Regions from separate parts of the Zea mays genome. Here region 1 is linked to region 2. The links are chromatin contacts, called in public Hi-C maps. All regions are on one chromosome and are shown on one strand. Each heading gives the region's core, a stretch centred on a gene start, on an enhancer-like site or on the middle of the called end of the contact. The rest is flanking DNA. Distances are from core to core; before and after follow the strand shown. Region 1 holds the start of LOC100381827. Region 2 holds the start of LOC103643458 (serine/threonine protein phosphatase 2A regulatory subunit B''beta).

What was found. Hi-C and Micro-C count contacts between places; a contact is called where the count stands out from the background.
Region 1: a Hi-C map of bundle sheath shows a contact between it and region 2, with 2.1 times the contacts expected there. The contact joins the promoter of LOC100381827 here to the promoter of LOC103643458 in region 2. A contact is called at or near these places in 4 of 25 Hi-C or Micro-C datasets (bundle sheath, ear, leaf and 1 more).

What each region holds. Positions count from the first base shown.
Region 1 is chr1:237,976,579-237,983,616 of Zm-B73-REFERENCE-NAM-5.0, reverse strand. LOC100381827 reads left to right here and starts at 1,431. Exons shown (of 8, transcript NM_001174621.1): 1 at 1,431-1,493; 2 at 1,696-1,759; 3 at 1,842-1,926; 4 at 2,012-2,138; 5 at 2,244-2,320; 6 at 2,425-2,485; 7 at 2,570-2,712; 8 at 3,024-3,582. The coding sequence starts at 2,121. The coding sequence ends at 3,486. LOC103643460 (a long non-coding RNA gene) reads right to left here and starts at 3,323. Exons shown (of 4, transcript XR_002266408.2): 1 at 3,021-3,323; 2 at 2,147-2,188; 3 at 1,917-2,068; 4 at 1-26.
Region 2 is chr1:237,758,986-237,765,450 of Zm-B73-REFERENCE-NAM-5.0, reverse strand. LOC103643458 (serine/threonine protein phosphatase 2A regulatory subunit B''beta) reads left to right here and starts at 2,370. Exons shown (of 13, transcript XM_008666659.4): 1 at 2,370-2,877; 2 at 6,187-6,435. The coding sequence starts at 2,728. It overlaps LOC103643459, which reads right to left and starts at 1,841. Exons shown (of 2, transcript XM_008666660.2): 1 at 1,362-1,841; 2 at 1,108-1,285. The coding sequence starts at 1,841. The coding sequence ends at 1,118.

The sequences.
Region 1 (7,038 bases), core at 182-2,681, 220 kb before region 2:
CATTCCATATTCAACCTTACGCTGCCCTGCAACAGTTAGGAGGCAAGTCAACTTTCTGGAATTTGATAACAGCTATTGGTTGGGAGTTACATGTTCAGAAGTTTCATGAGCATTCTGCCATAAGTGTTGCCTTCTTTTGTGGGTTTTAATTCCAAAGTATTAGATCATTGATGGTACAAATGGATTTCATGAACACCGTATGTTGTTCTAAGTGTATCGCAGGCAAGCTTTGCAAGATTGTACATATTTTAAGTTTGATTCTTTTTCCTTAGTGGGTGTTGGAAGGAGAGCGAGATTTTATTATTGTCCTGGACTTACATTATTAAATCTTCCATTTTTAGATAAACCGAGTGGAATACATGCATTCCAAGGGATTTATTCATCGTGACATCAAGCCAGACAACTTCCTTATAGGCTTAGGTCGGAAAGCTAATCAGGTTAAACCCCAAATGTCATCTGCTTTTGTTATTTTCAGTATAAAAAGAGCATAGTAGTTACTTCTCTAATACTAATAATATCTGGTAATAATCCCCGAGATTCTTACTCGTCAATGAACAATATGTGAAGACATATCCTTTTTATTCTGCAGGTCTATATCATTGATTATGGGCTTGCTAAGAAATACAAGGACCTTCAGACTCATAAACACATCCCATACAGGTGAAGCATATTAATGAAGTTTTCACTTATAACTAACCCTGGACTTTGTTGGGCCAAACAATTATTCCATTAAATTGCAAGTTCATAAGCAGAAACTGGGATGTGATAATTCGTGCAACCTCTATACTGCACCTATGTGATAATTCGTGCAACCTCTATACTGCACCTATGTCACAACTTCCTAGGTGTTGTTTGGTTTATATATTTGTAACGTAATAGGTAACAGATAATGTTAAATTATATTTGTTTAAATCCAACCGTAATCATATACCACACTACAAATTGATACCGGTCTATTCAAGTGTGAATCGTTATCATTGTCATTTACGTTACATTTCGTGAATCAAATGGCACCCTACATTTTGTCAAGAGACACTGGCTAATGGTACACTGTTGGGCAATCCAACTGAGGTTTTGTATATTAAATATAGTATCGGATCATGGTAGAGAGGCAACCTGAGTGGATTGTTTGATCTTGCGATATTTACATGTAAATTTCAGAAATAAAATGACAAATTACTCAAAATGTTCATGTCCAATCGTGTCATGTTGTTGTGCATTAGTATCTTCTTGAAAGCCCAAGAATAAGTTTTAACACCAAGGTTAAAAGTAGTGTCACATCACATGCAAATATTTAATGCGTTTTCTGTGATATTTGCAAACTAGGACGCTAGGTTCAAATTTAATCGATAGATTAGACATAAAGTGAACCTTTTCATTTTTGTGACTACTTGTTTTTTATGGTAAATGATTAATTTTTTTTATGCACAGGGAGAACAAAAATCTGACTGGAACAGCACGTTATGCTAGTGTGAATACTCATCTTGGAATAGGTGAGCTCAATGAGCAAATCAAATATGTTACCATGTGTCTGCAATTGCATTAAAATCATACGCTTTTTAATTCTTGGATGCTTGGTCATGAAATAAACTTAACCTGACGATTGACGAAGGAGAAGCTACTTAATCTAATGCTTTCAAAAGGAGGGAAACACAATGTATTTGTTTTTCATGTACCTGTACTTGTTTCATCCAGAACAAAGCAGGAGAGATGATCTGGAGTCTGTTGGCTATCTTCTGCTATATTTTTTAAGAGGAAGGTTTGTCCCGAAAATCTGTATATTTTACTGTATTTCCTCTTTTACTAATACTATACTTGACATGCTTTTACGTTATGCTTAGCCTCCCATGGCAGGGCCTTAAAGCTGGCACTAAGAAACAAAAGTATGATAAAATTAGTGAAAAGAAAATGCTTACCTCGGCAGAGGTACTTCTTTTTGCCAACACGAACATTGTAATCCTGTCATGGTAGCTGTTGCAGACACTGTTTGAACTAACATTGTCTTAAACAGATTCTGTGCAAATCTTACCCGCCGGAGTTCGTCTCATATTTCCACTATTGTCGCTCCCTGCGATTTGAAGACAGGCCAGATTACTCTTCAATGAAGAAGCTCTTTCGTGATGTATTTATACGGGAAGGTACACACCTTTCTTCTGAGTGACCCCGCTAATGTGACCATTGTTCTCGCCTGCACTATGATCCGGTGTTAGGAAACTGGGTCTCATTATAGATTAACACTGTAGGATACCAATTTGATTACGTATTTGACTGGACTGCACTCAAGTACCCTCAAATGGGCTCCAACAACAAGCTTGTTCAAGTATGTCTCTCTAATCTTATATCTATGTCTTGTCTACATTATTGGTGAATTACTATTGTCTTTTCGTTTCACTAAAATGCCATTATGTTTCTTAAATTATCTAGCAACCAAGTGCAAGAATGGCTGGAGTTGGACCATCAGTTGAGAGAACAGACAAAGCTTCCAGTATGTCTCCTGGTAGTTAATTGCATTTGGACCATTGCTATGTGAAAATTGATCGATTGACCTAATTAGTTGCGTTTTTGCCAGTGGGACAAGAGATCCGGGATAGGTTCACTGGTGCTGTTGAGGCATTCGCCAGAAGAAATCCAGGCTCTGGGCGCCCTGCAGATCATTCCAGTCATTCCAGGCACAAAAGCTTTGCAGATTCCTTTGGAACGTCCAACGAAGCAGTAAGTATCCGATTTATTGCTCTTGTAGAAAAAAAGTATCTGATTTAGCTGTGGTAGCTAGTAAACATGAATGGAGGTATTAACTTTTTAAACGAAAATATATACTTAGTGTCAAATCCACTAAATAAAAGATGAGTCTAGTGAATTGAAAATAAAGGGCATTTCCTCTTTTCCATGTTCTTAGTATTTTGCTGAAAATCTTTCTGCTAACTCAGATCAGTTCTTAAGAAGTGTATTATAATATTTTCATAGATTTTTTTTGATGGAAATATAATACTACTGTACTAACTTACTTATCTGGCACGCACCAGGTTGCCGACTCATCAGAGAAAACGCGCATCTTGTCCCGGGGAGGGAGCTCGTCGAAAATGCCCGCAGCTCCGTCCACCCGGCCGACCTCTTCGGGGGACTGCAGTGACCAGAACCGCCGGTGGGTCTCCGGCAGCAGTGGCGGCAGCGGGCGCCCGTCCCCCGCGCAGAGGCTCCACCACTCGGGAGGCGCCGAGAACAGCAGGTCGTCCCCGCGCTCCCCCGTGGCCCGGAACGCGGCCGGGAGGGGAGGCTCCGCCTCGCGGGACAACACGACGTTCCGCAGCCTCGAGCGCCTCACCATCACCACCAGCAGGAGGAAGTGAGCTGCCGAGGACCACGCCGACGAATTCTGAGAGTGGAAGGCGGTTACTAGGCCGAGGAACTTTTGCGGGATCCTTGCTCTCTGCAGCTAAAGCAAATCGGCAAATAGATGATGGATGGATGGTTACAAGGCTGCCATGAAAATGCACCCTTTCCCCAAACCCCAGCGTATAGTATAACGCTCTCCCCAAACTCCAAGAGGGAAGACAACTCCAAAGTACAATGCAATCTTGATTCTGTCGATCTGGCACTAGTTTTAAGGTGTTATTGCAGAATCCCTCCATTTGACCATAAATTTTAAAAACGTATACAAGAATCTGAGTTAATTTTGTTTACCGGGTATTTGGCTCGAAGAATCGAATAACCTGTCACTTTCTCACAACACATTTTCTCTGCGGGGTTTGAAGAAGGGTTATTTGAATTGGCATCACAGACATTTTTTAAAACTTTCCACAACTTACTATTTGCTTCTTTGAAAATACACCATGGTGTATGCTTGGAAGACTTACACCGTGTTCAACGCATTTCCTCACTGTAGTCTCTAGCGAACTTGGTGGCTACAGTACACCGCTATGTGCCCATGTCCTTGAGACTACCTGCAACGCATGTGGCCACAATCCCCCTCCCTTTTACTGTAGATGGCGTTTGGTTCACATGTGGTAACGTAATGAATAACCGATAACGTTAAATAATATTTGTTTAAGTTCAACCGTAATTAATATCATACTACAAATGGATATCGCTTTATTTAAATTTGTTATCACCGGTATTCAAGTATTAATCGTTACCATTACCATTTATGTTACATTTTAACCAAACGGCACCATAGTCTATAGGTGTTTAGCGTATCGTCTAGCGCTTCAGCCTCCCCTATCGGCTACAGTAGTAGCGACCAGATCTGGCGGTGTGATATGCAAATTCTAGTTAACTAGCTGAGTGCCCGTGCGTTGCAACGGTAATATATAATACCAGTATATTACGATAACTTACATATAAAATATGTATTATATTGTTATGAGAAAATGTTTCATAATCAATTTGTGATCCTAATCATACATAAATTTTGTTATTTTAATCTAGTTGTTTCACCACTACATTGCAACCATCAGTATCATGCAGACTTCGATATATGACACGATTTGTATGGTCTCATCATTGGAGAGCACGTTCCACATATGCTAGAAAAAATTTCCTCGTACATCGTTAGTCATCAGACACGCACCACCATACGCTCTTGCTTAAACAAAAAGGTAAATGTGTGTGTTTGCAAAGAGAATTAAAGGCAGGTCGGCACAAAAGCTACCCTGACGGTGGCGAGGATGACTAACTGATCACTGTTGTCGATCCTCCTCTGCGTCACCTCTGACGCTAAGATGATGCCACAATCCTCGATATAGTAGTCGTCGAACGCGCGCGACATGACGAGTACCGATATGACTCTTGGTTGGGCTGCCAAACGAAGTGTACCCCGGGCTCATCAGCGAGGTAGTACCCCTGGCCGTTGCACCACCAGATGCGCTACTCCACTACATACATCATGTTCGAGGACACTCACACAACGTCAGCAACATCCATCGTCCCAGCACACAAGAATTCATGTCCGGTCAGTAGCGACTTACGTGGTAGGTTGGGCTTCAGGTGGACGATGAGCTAGACGACGTGATGGCGTCGTCGTCGGATGCAGTGTCCAGAACAACCCGAGAGTCGTCGATGTTGGCGACAACCATGAGGCCTCCCTGCTTAACGATGGACAGTGCGGTGCAGCTGCTCTGGACCGCGTCCAAGTGGTGGCTTCGCGGGAGCTTGTCGTACACAGCGGCGCATGCGACCACGTAGGACTGCTTTTAGAGGTCGAACTGACAGTCGCTAAGCTTCTTCTCGTCATCGATGAGCGACGCCAACGTGGGTGCCTCCTGCTCATAGTGTTTGTTCGGGGTTTCAAGTAAGAAACATGGATTCATGCTTGGCGTTGGTTTATGAAAATGACTCAGAAGTCTGATCTATGGAAAAAAATATTACGGAGAAAAATGTCACGCATGCAAAAAAAGGAATTTAAGTATAATACATTATTCAAACAAAAGAAATTTCATGCAAAGCTCTTCTTTAAATAATATTACCTCCATCCAAAAATCTAATTCAAGAATCTCGGTGATACTTATCTACTACTACGTATTGTGCAAGGGTAGCAAGTGAGCTTGGTGAGAGATGTAGTAGATGTGTTTCCTGTCATAGACATAGACATAAACACATATGTGGTGTAGTGGTAGCTACTCTTGGCCTTTGCTTAAGAGGTCACGGGTTCAAATCCCTTTGAGGACATGTGTTTTTTTAATTTTAGCTAGATGTGGGCTGTACGGGGGAATGAGAATGGGAATGAGCTTTGCGGGAGGAGGGAATGAGAAAGACAGAATAAAGAATGAGAATGACAGACATGGGAATGGGAACGGTGGCAGAACGGGAATGGCCGACTACTCTTGCAGCCTTAATAGTAGTAGAGATAAAGGAGATGGAGTTTTGGTTGTGCGTTATAATAACTTTGCATACAACACACGCATTAAGTTAGCAATAGTAGCCTGCCTTTTATGTTCTGCCATTCTGCGATCTCAGCCGTCCATTTTACCGTTCTACAATCTCAGCCGTCCAATCTCGCACACCAGTTTTCCGCGCCCAGAAAAAAAATTAAACCATGGCTGTCTAGGGATCGAACTTTGGATCTATTGAGCAGAATGCCTAGCCTTCCACCCTCTAGCCAACATGACTCATGTTGAATTGTGTACAACTTCAACTAAAACGTTATTTGTGTTTAACCCACCGTCCACTCTGTATGCTCACTGAGTCTAGAAAAACATTTATAGCTTGGCCCCTAATCTTTCTGGAATTTGGGGCGCAGTCCATGAAATAAAGAAAATAGGGAAAAGGAGTTTAGAAATTGATTTTTAGTTTAAAAATAATTGCAGAAACCCATTTATTTCATGGAAATTTCATATTAAATCCAAATGAGTTCATTCCAATTTCTATAATTCTATAATATTATTTTTCTCTACTACTTATTAAGTTAGCAATAGTAGTCTGCCTTTTTGTGTTCTGTCATTCTGCGATCTCAGCCGTCCAATCCCGCAGCCTAGGGATCGAACCTTGGATCTATTGAGCAGAATGCCTAGCCTTCCACCCTCTAGCCAATATGACTCATGTTGAATTGTGTACAACTTCAACTAAAACGTCTTTTGTGTTTAACCCACCGTCCACTCTGTATGCTCACTGAGTCTAGAAAAAACATTTATAGCTTGGCCCCTGATCTTTCTGGAATTTGGGACGCAGTCCAGGAAATAAAGAAAATAGGGAAAAGAAGTTTAGAAATTGATTTTTAGTTTAAAAATAATTGCAGAAACTCATTTAATTCATGGAAATTTCATATTAAATCTAAATGAGATCATTCCAATTTCTATAATTCTATAATATTATTTTTCTCTACTACTTATTAAGTTAGCAATAGTAGTCTGCCTTTTTGTGTTCTGTCATTCTGCGATCTCAGCCGTCCATTCTACCGTTCTACAATCTCAGTCGTCCAATCCCGCACACCAGTTTTCCGCGCGCAGAAAAAAAATCAAATCGTGGCTGTCTAGGGGTCGAACCTTGGATCTATTGAGCAAAATGCCTATCCTTCCACCCTCTAGCCAACATGACTCATGAAAA
Region 2 (6,465 bases), core at 1,121-3,620:
ACTCATTAATTCATTTTTTTAAAAGTGGAGCTGTTATACAGCCACACTAATGAAAGGTAACAGAACCATGATTGGAATTGAATCAACATGTCAATTCGTATGGACAACCAAGAAAAGGTTTGAAAGTCTTGTTATTAGTCATGTAAAAATATAACTTAGAACCATCCCAATCTTTTTAAAAGCAATTACATGCAACACACCACTCATTTTCATAATTATGCCATGTCAATTCTTCACGAAACCGTTTCAATCGATGAGTGCAAGATCACCCTGCGTGAAAATATAATCTAGGAACAAAACAGTCATGAGATGAAACAGAGATCACTTGCAATCAAAAAATACAAATTGATCCATACAATGCTATGGAAGTTATAATACCTTTCGGAACTATTGCAGTTGACATCGATTTTTTGGCTTGTTATGAGACAAACACACAAGTAGAGATTCATCTATTGACAGTGTATTATCTCCTTGGGGGATAGGAAGTACAATATTTTTCTCTTGAGATTCCATCCTCGCTAGACAAAAACCTACAATCATTATTACTAATACCTCTTTGCTTGGAGAGAAAATTGAGCAAACATAAATTGGAAAGACAGTTATAGGACATATTGTGGGCAGCATGGCTGATTCATCTTTTTTATACCTTAAATTCTTGGCATCAGAATCATCTCTTTTGGGATAAAAAGTATGAGCTCCTAATACCGAAAAAGGGCATATCTAAACTCTTACATTCAAAATCCACAATGCAAATATCTGCAGCTTTTATTTAAATACCCAAATGGAGAATAACTACATCTAATAGTATCTCTATCCAATGTTTGCATAGAACAGTTTCACGCGCAACATTTCCACTAAATCAATAAAATAGCATGTGCATTGAGAAAAAAGGACCAAAGTTATTGGTAGTGCCATGATCACAAATGGATTCAGATTAGCAAAAATATGCACAGCTCAAAATTCAAAACCCATTAGTAGCAGACACAACAGTGATATCACAAGGGTTTAATTTCTGTACAGTACAGATCAACATCAGGTCTCTAAAGTAAACTAAATTACACAAGCATGCGTGAGTTCCTGAAACGATCAGAAAAGGCAAATTTAAAGTCACCAAACCTCAGAGCTCGCTATGCTGCGTAGAAGTCCTTGAAACACCAGCGAAGAGATCTTTGGCAATGACAAGCAAACCCTTTAAGTCCTTAGCTCCCACTTCCAGGCAATCCTTCAGCAATTCCCCTTCCTCCACCTCCCACTTAATATCCATGAACACCTCTCTCAATGGCCCCTAAACCGCAACAAATGTCACAAATCGACAGAGCAATGTGTGAATCAGAGGCACCACGAGTGAATAGGTCAGTTACCTCTTCGGAGAAGGCGAGTAGAAGCCCGTTCAGAAGCTGCGTGGCGACGTCGCAGATGTCGTCGTAGTGTAGGCGCATCCACTGCGCAGCGTCAGTGGCGGAACGTAAGCGCGAGGCCTGCGCGACAGCGGCGATGAGACGAGAGGCGGCGACTGCGCAGGAGAGGCCGCATCCGATGGCCGAGGAGAAGGCGTAGTGGCGGAGGTAGTCCCAGCCGAGTCCCCACGCACCACGGGACGACAGGAGGGAAGCGATTCGCCGTACACGTGCGGCCGCCGCGGCGTCCCCACGAGCAACACGTGTGATGGCGGCGCAGGAGAGGAGCGAATGGGAGAGGGAGACGAGGGTTGCTGCGTGGCGGAGCGGAACGCGGAGCGCCGAAGTACGTGGGGTTAGAGTAGAGAAAAGTAGGACGAGGACGAAGAGAGGGAGATGGGGTCGCGATGCTCGCCGGCGGCGAATGGCTCCGGCTACGGTCATTGGAGGAGGCCGGTGGAGATCGAATGATTTACTGTATGTGATTATTACTTTGGCGATGCGCACGGGATTCACGCGAGGATGGGGGTGGCCGGTTGGCTGCTGGCGGCGATGCGCACGGGGAGGGAGGCCGGTTGGCGGATCAGATGGCGGAGGCGCGGGGCGCAACGACGGACGGTCGAAATTGGTATAGATGGACGATCGAGATTCGCGCGAGGCAGAACTAGATGTAGGCAGACTATCCCTTACAACCTTAATATAGTAGTCTAGATTAACATAACATGTAGCAACGTGTAATTTGCTAGTTACAGTAGGAATTAAAAAAAGTGTATATATGGATCTACTCGGAAAGACTAAAGGAGTGTTTGGTTTCTAGGGACTAATGTTTAGTCCCTTCATTTTATTCCTTTTTAGTATATAAATTGCTAAATATAGAAACTAATTATTTTAGTTTCTATATTTGGCAATTTTGGAACTAAATTGGAATAAAATCTAGGGACTAAACATTAGTCCCTAAAAACCAAACACCTCCTAATTATTTTGCTCAATTCTAGCTATAGCTTTACCCCAAACCGAAAGTGGCATCCGAAAGATCAATTTATTTTGCACTCCGCTGTTATATCGACGTGCACCACCGTCTTGCCGTCGCTCATTTCCTCCTCGCTCGGCTGCTTGCCTAGGGTTTCACCTGCTACCGCCCCACCTCCAGCCGTCGCTTCAGATCCCGCCGCTGCCGGCGCTCGATCCTACTTCGTTGCTCCTAGCTGATCCCGCTGAGCTCGGATTTGGGCCCTTCCTCCCCGCCGGAACAGCGTCCGGACGCGCGGGGGCAGATCTGGGTTTTGGTGGCCCGCTTGGTGTATGAGAAGGCCTCCAGAGCTTGGAAGTAATGGAGGTGGAGCCGGCGAGGAGGGACGCGGCAGCGCTGGACCCGGAGCTGCTGCAGCTGGCGGAGCTCGCGCCGGGCGCGCTTCGTGAGAACTCCATAGCTGATGCGCTGTATTCGCAGTGGCTCGTGCTACCCGAGACGACCAAGCTGGTATCCTTTTACGCGTCCTGTCGCCTTCCTCGCTTGCTTGCTGCTTTGGTTTGTGCTTAAATTTCCCTGGACTCTGATGTTAGGCTCAGACAAGTTGGAAACATCTTTCGAACGTTTCGTTTGGTGTCCTTTGCGCTGCGGCGCCTACTGGTTAGGTCATTATTTCGTATCGCATTTACCAGCTTGTGACTTAGATGAAGTATGATGATGGACTTTAGTAGATCAAAGTGCAGGGTTCATTTAGTGGTTTGGTTTGTCTTTATTCGTACTTATGTTTCTTTGTCTATGATCTTGTTCTTGGAAGCTCGGCAATGTAAATTTCATTGTAACTGGGCTGACTGGTATATTTCAGTATAATACCACATGAGGCTAAATGTCACTACCAGACTAAAAGCAACTTATTGCCGGGAGTGATCTTAGCCTTATTGAATTACTTTATTGTTATCTACACTACCATTGTTTTTTAAATTTTGGTCATTTGGTGACATGAGCATGTATCATATTTGCAGGAGATATGTGCCATATCAGTGACCTGATTAGTGTCGCCTAAGCTGTGTTTCACGTCAACAATGATATAGGAACTAGCCTGGTGCATGCGAATCTTGTCTTAGTCTGAATTCTTATTTTTATTGCTGTCAGAACTGTCCTTGCATAAATCAGGGCATGTGCCAAACTCTAAACTGAGGCCTTTCTATATAGAACAATAAACCTATGATTTCAGATGACATGTGATTATATTTTATAATAAACCTATCTTATGTTTCCATTTTAGATTGAATTAGATCGTTTATTCTTTATTATTTATCAATTGATGCACAAATACACAAAAGATGGAAATACGAAGAATAAGAGATGTATGACAAACCACAAAAAACAAAACAGTTCACTGATCTCTATAGTTCATCTATCATCTGAAGCATTTGAAGAAGAAAAAGATGAAAATAAGAAACTTCCTGTCTCCTAAATTGTTGAGTTGTTGCCTGTGCTGATGTGCCCTTATTTGTTTGTCGCTAAGCACTAGAGCCTGCAGGCCTGCACCTTGCAGCCATGCAGATCAGGCTGCATGTACGCTGGCTTCTGGTGGGCATGTGCACCAGTGCACGTCCATGCTCCACTGCAGCAGCACACTGGCACTGCCTGTTGGTGCTTGGCCCTTCCGCATGAGATGAACAACAGAACAAGCGCCTCTGACCGTCGGAGCAATGATTTCAAGTCGGTTGACTTGCTAGTCGATCCACCCGGGCGATCAGGCGACTAATAACGATAAGGACGACAATTAGGTCGACTAATCAGGTCCTAATCGACCTGGTCGCAGTCGTCCTGCATATTTACAGGACCTATATATATAGCATATAGGAGGCTATACCAAACATAGCGAATATGGATATTGAATACTGGAACTGGACAATTCAGATTTCAGACCATCAGTCAGTCACTAACTCGCTACTGCACGTTCAACAGCTGCTGCATGTTCATGGCGCCAATCCCTCTCTACACATACACAAGGAATGGAAGAAATTGAGGCATAGATCGCAGTCGCACAGTGGGAAGCAGAGGGGAGCAAAGGCGCGCAACAGGAAACAGAGGTGAATTCAAGAGCGCAGAGGGGAATTCAAGAGGGGAACAGATCTTCAGACGATGTACTCATCTTGCCGCTGCGCAGGCTGCTGGGTCGCCGCCGCCGCCGAGAGGTCAGAGAGCAGCCGCTGGAAGCACCGCCGGAAGAGGGCAGACGCCGGAATCAAGAGAGAGGGCAGCCATTGGAATCAAGCAGAGAGGGCACAGGGCAGCCGCCGGTAGAATAGAATAGGGAGCAGCATTATTTAACTAAAACCCTAACAGTAATGGCCTAATGGGCCTTATTACCGGTCGTCCAGCCCACATCCAAATCAGGCCTTAAAAAGAAACTAGTCGTCCCCACCCTAATTGGGGCGCTTAGTCGATGAATAGTCAGACGACCAGACAATTAGTCGACCTGATCGAGTCAGACTTCCTAATCGCACCAATAGAACCGACTTGACCGATCGCGATTAGTTGGACGACTTGAAATCATTGGGTCTGAGTCTGAGACGGCTGGCTTGGATATGAACAAGCACAAGCCACAAGCAAATGGAATGCTGGATCTTTGGGAGTTGCTGCATTTTCTTTGGTTGATCAAACAGAGTAATTTGACCATGGAATATAGTGGGTCACTGGTGCGACACCGCTTGTTGTGGCCCTCAATTTTGGTGGCACCGTCCCCATGCCCCTAGGGATGAGTCTAATTGCTGTATAAGTAGAGTTTAAGAGAGTAGCTGGTGGTTGATTTATGGTTGATACTACATACTAGTGAGATGGTCTGAGCTTTATGAGCAGATTGTATGTGTTGGGTATGCAAACATGTGCATTCCTGTTGATGCCATTTTTGTGGTGCTACACTATAAGAACCACTGTTTTCAAGTTGTCCGATTAATCACGATTAATCGTCCAAGTCGGTTTGGACCAATCGTGATTAATCGTCCAAGTCGGTCAGTCAGAACAACCAGCAAGTCGTCCGACTTGAAAACAATGATAAGAACACTAGCTTAAGACGGTTAGATATGCTTGTCTCCAATTTGGGTTAGTTTTTGTTGTCCATCATTTCTGCAAAGTGCTGATTGTGGGGGCCTAGTGCATGTGTTGATTCTACCTTTTCAATAGCATTACGATAGAGGGCACACAGGATACTGATTTTGCTGCTGAGTCCTTTTGAGTTGAGAGTGTGTGCCGTTGCTTTGATTGTTCTCAAGTGCTCCTTGGTAGCTTAGTTTATGCATGCTCGCCTGATCGCCCAGGTGGATCGACTAGCAAGTCGACCGACTTGAAATCATTGGATGAGTGTGAATGTGGGTTTGGAACCAACAGCCATGGTTTGAATTCCCATTTATACATAATTTTAGCATTTGTACTATTTAAATGTGGGGGAGCACCGAGCACGACGACGGTGGAAACCATGGAACTGTGGAAACTGACGCTTTAACTTAGTAGAGATAAGTTAGGTATCCTGTCTGTGCCTAGAAAATGCAGACCTTCTGTAATTTGTTATTGTAAATTGTTGATTTCTTCTTTCTCCGTGTTTATGTGAATGATTTGAAACTCCGCAATGTACTCCCTCTGTTTCAAATTATGTCGTTTTGGCTAGTCTAGATTCATTATTTTACTCTGTATCTAGACATAGTGTATATCTAGATGTATAACAAAAGCTATGTATCTAGAAAAGTCGGAACAGAGGGAGCAGATAGGAAGTCAAATACATAGTTTCTTACAGTGTTCATACTTCATGTACCTTAGGTGAAGTCTTTGATTGATGATGCAAAGACTGGTGCTGTGCTTAATGTTGCTGGAAGCTCTGCTAGCACAAATGCTGCTTCAAGTAGTTCTCTACCTTCGATGTTTCCTGCTGGTAGTGCTCCACCACTTTCTCCTAGGAGCACGTCTGGTTCCCCTCGTGTTATGAGACGAGGATCTGGAGCTGGACCATCATCCTTGGGCTCTCCATTAAAATTAGTTAGTGAACCAGTAAGAGAAGTTATACCTCAGGTATTTTGCACCTGTCCTTGTAACCATTAT